2 separate regions of the Zea mays genome follow, and region 2 is linked to region 1. Evidence: chromatin contacts called from public Hi-C data. All regions are on one chromosome and are shown on one strand. Each heading gives the region's core, a stretch centred on a gene start, on an enhancer-like site or on the middle of the called end of the contact. The rest is flanking DNA. Distances are from core to core; before and after follow the strand shown. Region 1 holds the start of LOC100304377 (Mechanosensitive ion channel protein 6). Region 2 holds the start of LOC100281087 (dehydrin COR410).

Region 1 (3,987 bases), core at 698-3,197:
CTTGTTGTATCTGCTCATCCATAGTTGTTAGCGTCCCAAAGCGGACAATCCTCATCAGCCTCTTCATGTTCCAAGCTGAGATGTTTTTCTGGTTGAGCTTATGAAGTGCGTCAATAGAGATCCCCTCCCCTTTCTCCTTCGACAGCTGCTTGCTGCCTTCTCCCTTAGGCATGACCCCTGATAACTGAATGTTCCTTTGCCCAGACACAGTCTTGGTTGGTACAGCATCACGCAGCTCCTTTGGTATAGTTGCGCCTGCTCGTTGCAGCTCATGAACCTCCGCAAGCACATGGTTTTCATCCACTAGTGGCGGCCCAGAGAGTGTCTCGATGACGTATTGGTTGAACAATGCCTCTTGAATCCGATCGAAATACGTGGAGACATGAAAGGACGAGGCCAGTACCTTGAGCAGCAATGTCTTGACAAGGCGGATGAGCGTGGCAACAAGGAAGCAAAATAGTATCTTGGTCACATAGGGCAGTACTGGAGAGTTCGTCTCCTGCTGGACGTTCTTGTCGAACAAGAAGTGCCACGAGGCGAGCACCAGGCCGAGCCAGAGAGCGTTCTGCACGGCGCTGCGCACGCCATACACGAAGTAGAGCACGCGCTTCCTCAGCAAGAAGTTGCGTTCGACACCGAAGACGGCAAGCCTGATGACCCATCCGGAGACGAGACGGCCACAGATGAGCACGAACACGAGGAGCTCCCACTTCCAGAGGTGCAGACCCAGCACTTTCTTCGTGGACAAGATCTTTATGCTGAGACTGCATGCCAAGGCCGCGACGATGAGGAACAAGCCGAGCCACTGCAAGACGGTCAAAGCGTCAAACTTCCCACGCTTGAAGTCATCGGGGATGTCCTCGTCCACGAACGGGTCGTCCTCGTCGTCGTCCATGGGACCTGACTTGCCACCAACGGGGCCGGACTTGTTGCCGTGCATAAGCCCGGAGAAGAGGCGACCGGACTTGGTAGGTGTCCGCAAGCCTGAAGATTTCCGCTCCTCGTCGATGACAGGAGACGCGGCAGGTACCGATGCCGGCGCCGGTGCCGGTGCCGGCGCGGGCTGCGACTGCGGCGGCGGGTCCATTAGCCGGGAGCGCGTCTTGACTCGCAGCAACGGCCCCGTTCCCGCTGCGGTAGACGAGGACGTGCACCGGACGACCTCGCCGTCGTCGCCGCGGCGCTTCCGGCCGTCGTCGGTGTCAGAGTCGGAGGAACAGGACGAGGTGGAGTGACTCTTCTGGGGTTCCTGGAACGACACGCGGCCGTCCCTCTCGAGCGAGCTGGAGAAGGACGGGTGCGAGCGCAGCTGCGCCGTCCTGCCGAGCTCCTCCATCTCCAGGTCGAGGTCGAGCGACACCTCGCCGCCGGACGCCGCCTGCCTCCGGAGGAAGCTGCCGATGAGCCGCGTGGGAGGGTCCACGCCGCCCCCCTCCGGCCGCGGCGGCTGCGTCGGCGACATCGAAGGGGACGACGACTGCGGCGCCTGCGGCGGCGGGCGGTTCTTGAAGCTGAACGCCTCGGTGGCGGCGGCGCCGGCGCCGCCACCATCGTTGTTCCAGAACTCGTAGCTCCCCTCCCGCCACACCTTGGGCGGCGACCGAGGCGAGTTCGCCTCGCTCGACCTCGGCCTGCTCTCGGCCGGCGTCGTGGTCGCCGTGGAGTGCGTGCTGGAGGTCGCATTCCCCGCCTTTCCCCCGCCACCTGCGTCCGCGCCGTGGAAGGAAAACGGCGCGTGCCCGTTCCCGTTCCCATCGACCTTCACGACGACTTCCCGGCGGTCGGAAAGCATCGGTTGCTCCTCCGGCGATCCCAGCGTCCCCGACCCCGGCCGCGAGGAAGCCTTGCCGGACCCGTGCGACCGCAGGCCGCTCTTGCTTCGCGCCTGGTCCATGGCTTCGCCGCCGGCGACCCCAGACACTCCCCGAAGATCGATGGGCACCGCAGCCACTCCGCTCGACGGCTCGACCCCCTCTCCGCTCCTGGTATACTTGGTGGCAGTGATGACTTGGTTGTGGGCTGGATTAATAGCGCGTCGCCGGTTTACGCTGGCGGTGCTGCTCGCGGGACGGCGGGGCGGAAAGTTCCGGAACAACGTGGAGCAGCCGCATGCCTCCAACGCTCGTCTGCCTTTATGCCTGTCCTCCTGCCTCGCATTGATCCGGGCGCCGGGGCCGTGTGGTCAGCGTGTGTCGTGGGGGCGCGCGCACTGGCGCCTGCTGCGACCGAGCGCCGCGCCGCCCGCACAGTCCACAGAGCACGGGTTGGGTAGCCACGTCGCGTACGTGGCATGGCATGGCAGGGGTTCGGTGCAAGGCTGCGATTAGAGAAATGGGCCTGGGCGTTAGTGGGAATCAAAAAGATATGGGAGGGTGGTTTGGGCGTGAGCGTGCCGCCGTGCGCGAGACTGGCGGCGTGGAAGCGGGGAATGCGTGTCCCCAGTTAGCGAGTGACACTCAGAGCATCTCCAAGAGACTCTTTATTTTTGACTCTTTATTTGACTTTTTATTTGTCTCTCCATAAATATTAAACTCTATATATAACATTTCATTCCAACAGACTCTCCAAAATGCAATTTAGCTTGACTAGCGAGAGTTGCTAGCCAAATTTTAGCTAGTGAGAGAGTTAATTTAAAGAGCCAGATAGCTTAGCAAGTTAAATAGCTACTCTGTTGGAGAGCTATTATGCTATTAAGTAGCTAAAATTTAGCTTGACAATATATTTAGATAGTCTCTTGGAGATGCTCTCAAGTGTCGTTAACGAGGGAGGTTGCGTTGCGTCCATAAAAAAAATCAACGGTGGTGAAAGAACAAGACAGTCGTTGTGGTGGATCCGCATTCTGCACTACTATTTGGTGAAGAACATGACAGTCGCCGATCATGTTCTGAGTACCCGGGCAAAAGAGAGCGAGACGGTTTACTTAGACGGCGTGGTGGTGCACCGGTATAGTCGAAAGTGGAAACCCACGCGCATCATGTGACATCTGATTTCGGGCTTCGTGTGTGTGTGTGTGACGATGGTGTCGAACGTCAAAGCCCGGCTGTGTGACACGGTAGTACGTGCACCGCTGGCGGCACGTCCGTTTCTCGGCCTCTGTCACGGTCTGGCGACCTCACTGGTCATGAATCATTCACAGTATTCATACGGTGGCGTGAGAAGGGGGGGTTGGGCTGCGCTACTGCTTGAGTAGCACGCGGTGGTGAGCCCTTTGTTTTGTCTGGCTCTGGCCAGAAACGGACGAGAAATAAACGGTGTAATATCCACTGGACATCTAGCTAGTAGTCCGTATCGCGCGTGTCCTGATTAGACATGAACAGATAAGTGGCAGCGTGATGGAAGCATGGGAACAGGTGACGAGGACCCTTCGTATTTGGATGCGACGCGACGTGTAGAAGAAATCGAATCTGGACTAGACTATGCAACACATATTATTACTAGTTTACTACACACAGCGCAGGACAGGCGTCCGCGGCCACCGTAACTCCCGCATCATGTGTCCCCCTCGCCCTTTCTGACGCATTCGGTCCAGCCAGCGATAAGGTTCCGTGTTCTTCTTCTTATCTTCGCCCGGGTCCATGCATGTGATACCGGTAAAAAGAAAATGCCTTCTTCACCTCTCCCCACACGACGGATGCTCGCTTCCGCTACGTGTACGGACGAGACCTCGCGACTACGACAGTGGGCCGGGATCATATGCGCAAGAGCCGTCCATACGCATGCGCTACGCCGTTCCTGTTGTGCCAGTTAAAACGCGCACACAGCCTGCGCTGTCCGTAAAGCGCCGCCGGAGAGAGGCCTGGGGTGGGGCCTGGCCCGTTTCATACATACACCAGCCTTGTTGTGTTGTCCCTTCTTCTTTTTCCGCAACTGCGCGCGGCTGGGCGGGACAGTTGTATACTTGTTGCGACTTGCGACAGTGTCCGGCCGTGTCCCGGTGCAAATTCTAGAGGTTTTTTTTTGTTTTCATGTGGCGTCCTCTTCGCTTGA
Region 2 (3,987 bases), core at 782-3,281, 220 kb before region 1:
GTAACCCCCCTACTGCAAGCGCACCTGACCTGGGCGCGGGACGAACACGAAGGCCGCGGGACTTCCACCTCTCTCACGCTCGGCTCCGGCCGCCTCGCCTCTCCCCCCTTCGCGCTCGCCCACGCGCTCGACCCATCTGGGCTGGGGCACGCAGCACACTCACTCGTCGGCTTAGGGACCCCCTGTCTCGAAACGCCGACAAGTAGCAAAACTAGACCTACACGGGGAGCTCTAATCTCTATGTTTTCCATAGTGTTTTTAATTGTGAAATTAATTATTTTTAAAGTTAATTATTTGATAACAATGTGCATTATAGTACTATAAACATTCCAGTACTTTTTAGAAGTTTTTGAAGTATAAAAGCCAAATAACTCTGTTGAAGTGTATAGGAGGAGCTGAACATAGGACAATGAGTGGAGAGGAGATGAAATAGAGGGAAGAAGGAGGTATTTAAATATGTATAGAAAGTATAAATAGAGGATTTGAGAGGGGAAATAGATTGAAGTTAGCCTTTGTTTGCAGTAGGGCCAAATCCACTTATCAGCCCATCCCCATCCCCAGACTCAGCCCCAGCCCGGCTTTGGGCTTTGGCTAGGTAGTGCCGCCCCGCGACGAGATCCTCTGCCAGTAACTTCGTAGGACGTAGCACCCGATGACCCGAAGTCGCTGCGCGTGGGGGCGAGCGTGGGCCCGCGAGCAGTGACCCCGCCGCGGTTCTACTTCCCCAGACCCCAGACATACTGCAGAGGACTTGTTTTCTCATGACGGATCAGTGCCCGGACCCACATGTCAACGTCGAAGCTTCTAGACCTCTCCTGTCGTCCGAGTCATGCAACCCCCGTGCATCGCAATCACTCTCGTGCCCGCGTCGCGTCGCCCATCGGCAACTTGCAAAATCTGGCAACGCAAGGTGTACACTGTACGCACAGTACATCTTCTGATAGAGAGCCAAAGAGGTGAGAACATCCGGGTATGAATGACGCCCGGGTACCCCAATTGAAGTCTGACGAATCCAAAGCGAACACAAACGCTTACCTTTTTTTATATAAACCAAAGTACTTAATGAAATTATTTTGCACAATCTCATATTGGATCACCGACCGTATGCGTTGACTTTATTTGAGATATTGTTTGGTTACTTGTATGTAGGAGTCATAGTCTGTATAAGTGGATACAAAATAAACTATTTTGATGCCATTAATCTATATCCAGCTATACGTTTAAAATTATCGTATTTAACTGAATAGAACGGTGTCAGTCTGCGCATATACGGGGAGCCATCCAATCAAGCTGTAGTTTATTGGAAACTGATGGTCGGCGCGGGCGGCAGAGCTGCAGGTGGATGGGGGGAGTGGAGCAGAGCAGCAGATAACTTTTACAAATATATATTTATAAATAATATTTCTTATATTATTTATAAATGATTCATCTCTAACCGTCTGTGAATGGTTCATATATATGCGTTATTTTTCACTTTAACTCTGCCTTCGTTTACGTCCTAGGCAAAACAGAAACCACGCCGGCCGACCCGGCCTGCCCACATGGCGCCGACCTCTCCCGACGCCGTCCACCTAGGGGTGGTAATGGATTGTGATCCAAATAGTTCTTCACAAAATGTCAAGGCCCTAAATAAATTATAGTTTAAAAATGACTAGAAATAAAGCCCGATCCTAACCCGCTTCGATCCTTAAATCTTATAGTGCAAAAATTATAGCCCATTGTCAGCCCTACGTCCACCCCAGTGATACCGCACCTCGACTCCTCGAGGCATCGCCACATGCCCACGTCCGATCCGGGCCGCCCCACGCGCGGGGTGCGACACGCGTCGTGGCGCGACTGGCCACCAGGACATGTCCTCGTCGGCCAACCGACAGTCCGTTTCCCGCCCGCGGCTGATCTGTCCCCTCCTCGCGTCGCGTAGCCTACGCGTACACGAAAACGAACGTGACACCTTTCGGTGGCCTAGCTTGCTGATGCTCTATATAAGGACGCCTCCGGGCTCGATACCTCTCCATCCCTAATTAAGCCAAAAGGCACTGAAGAAGCCAGTCAATAGCGAGTTCTACTACTAGTAGCTAGCCTGCTGATCTGTTCTGTTGTTTAGTTCGCAAAGCCTTCTGTTTCGGCGACCATGGAGGATGAGAGGAACACCCAGCAGCACCAGGGCGGTGAGGCCCAGCAGGACGCCGCCGATCAGGTGGACGTGAAGGATAGGGGGCTCCTGGACAGCCTTCTCGGCAGGAAGAAGCACGACGACGACCAGGAGAAGAAGAAGCAGACGGATGAGCTGGCGACCGGCATGGAGAAGGTCACGGTGTCCGAGCCCGAGAAGCACGGGCACAAGGAGGAGGAGCACGAGGTCGTCGGCGAGAAGAAGGAGGGCCTTCTCGCCAAGCTGCACCGCACCAGTTCCAGCTCCAGCTCGGTACGTTCATATATAAACATGGTCTGCTGATATTCGGATCAGTAAAACGGCTTGTTATACGCAGTACGTCTATATATTTGACACGATCGAGAGTCACGATTATCTGACCACGATCGTGCGCGCATGCAGTCGAGCGACGAGGAAGAGGAGGCGATCGATGAGAACGGCGAGATTATCAAGAGGAAGAAGAAGAAGATGGGCCTCAAGGAGAAGCTCAAGGAGAAGCTGCCGGGCCACAAGGACGGCCACCACACGGCCGCACCGTCCCCGGCGCCCGCGCCCGTGGAGACGCATGCCCACCACCAGGAGGAAGCGCACAGGCCGCACGTCGTCCCGACCCCGGCCCCGCCGCCTCCACCGCACGTCCACCAGCACGACCACGGCGTCGTCGTCCAGGACGACGTGAAGACCGGGACCCCGCCGCATGCACCGGAGGAGGAGAAGAAAGGCCTGCTGGACAAGATCAAGGAGAAGCTCCCCGGTGGCCACAACAAGAAGCCTGAAGCCGCTGCCGCTGCCGCACCGGCTCCGCCCGTCCACGCGCCGGCGCCGGCGCCGCAGGCGGAGAACGTGAGCAGCCCGGATGGCAAGGAGAAGAAGGGCTTGCTGGGCAAGATCATGGACAAGATACCCGGCTACCACAAGAGCTCAGCTGAGGAAGCAGACCACAAGGCGGACGCCGCCGGCGAGCACAGGACCAGCTCCTAAGGTCGCAGTCGCAGCGCGTGTCCTGGCCGTGGCCGGGCCTTGGGCGATCAGAAGGTAGCTAGCGTTGGCATGTGGGTTCGGTTCTGGTTTGCTTTTACCAAAAGTTTGTTTCAAGGTGGATCGCCTGGTCAAGGTCCGTGTGCTTTTTAAGGTGGATCGCGTGACTGGCAGTGAGTGTTGCTGCTTGTGTAGGACGTGGTACGTACGGGTTTTATTTTGGTTCCAAGTCAAAAGTCACGGTCGGTCTGGATGTTGTGTACTGGGTTTGTTGAATTATGAGCAGCTGCGCGTTGTAATTCGGCTGGGCTACCTGGATGCGTTAATAATTGCTTTGGTTTCTGCCCAGCGCGCGAACGTGTTAGCGTGTAATCTCTATTTTGCACTATCCAGCGACTAATAAAAAGAAACGGGTATATATATATATATATATATATATATATATATATATATATATATATATATATATATATATATATATATATATATATCAATTATCATTTGGATGTTGGTACTGTGGAAACTTGTGATCCAGTGCACTTCTTTCTTTTTCTGTCGAGACTCAAGAGTGGGCTGGATCCGTAGAATAGAATGGAGGGTTTTCAAGCTACAGATCGAGCAGTGATCGTCAAGAGCGATTGCAGGACGCAATCGGCGCTGGCAAAGAGCCCAAGACGAACACTCGAGACACCACCACACGCTACATACAGGACTAATTTGTCCTCGTATCTAAATATCATATTTTACCACATCACACTAAAAGATACTTCCTCACATTCAAAACGTCTCCAACCATAAGAATGAGTGAATGGAGATGAGAGGAGGTAGAGATTCTCCGACATGTTCAGCTGGAACTT

The links. Hi-C and Micro-C count contacts between places; a contact is called where the count stands out from the background.
Region 2: a contact with region 1 is called in a Hi-C map of tassel, with 3 times the contacts expected there. The contact joins the promoter of LOC100281087 here to the promoter of LOC100304377 in region 1. A contact is called at or near these places in 3 of 25 Hi-C or Micro-C datasets (bundle sheath, endosperm and tassel).

The regions. Positions count from the first base shown.
Region 1 is chr5:198,017,283-198,021,269 of Zm-B73-REFERENCE-NAM-5.0, reverse strand. LOC100304377 (Mechanosensitive ion channel protein 6) reads right to left here and starts at 1,947. Exons shown (of 5, transcript NM_001165815.1): 1 at 1-1,947. The coding sequence starts at 1,894.
Region 2 is chr5:198,232,480-198,236,466 of Zm-B73-REFERENCE-NAM-5.0, reverse strand. LOC100281087 (dehydrin COR410) reads left to right here and starts at 2,031. Exons shown (of 2, transcript NM_001370707.1): 1 at 2,031-2,425; 2 at 2,555-3,472. The coding sequence starts at 2,132. The coding sequence ends at 3,133.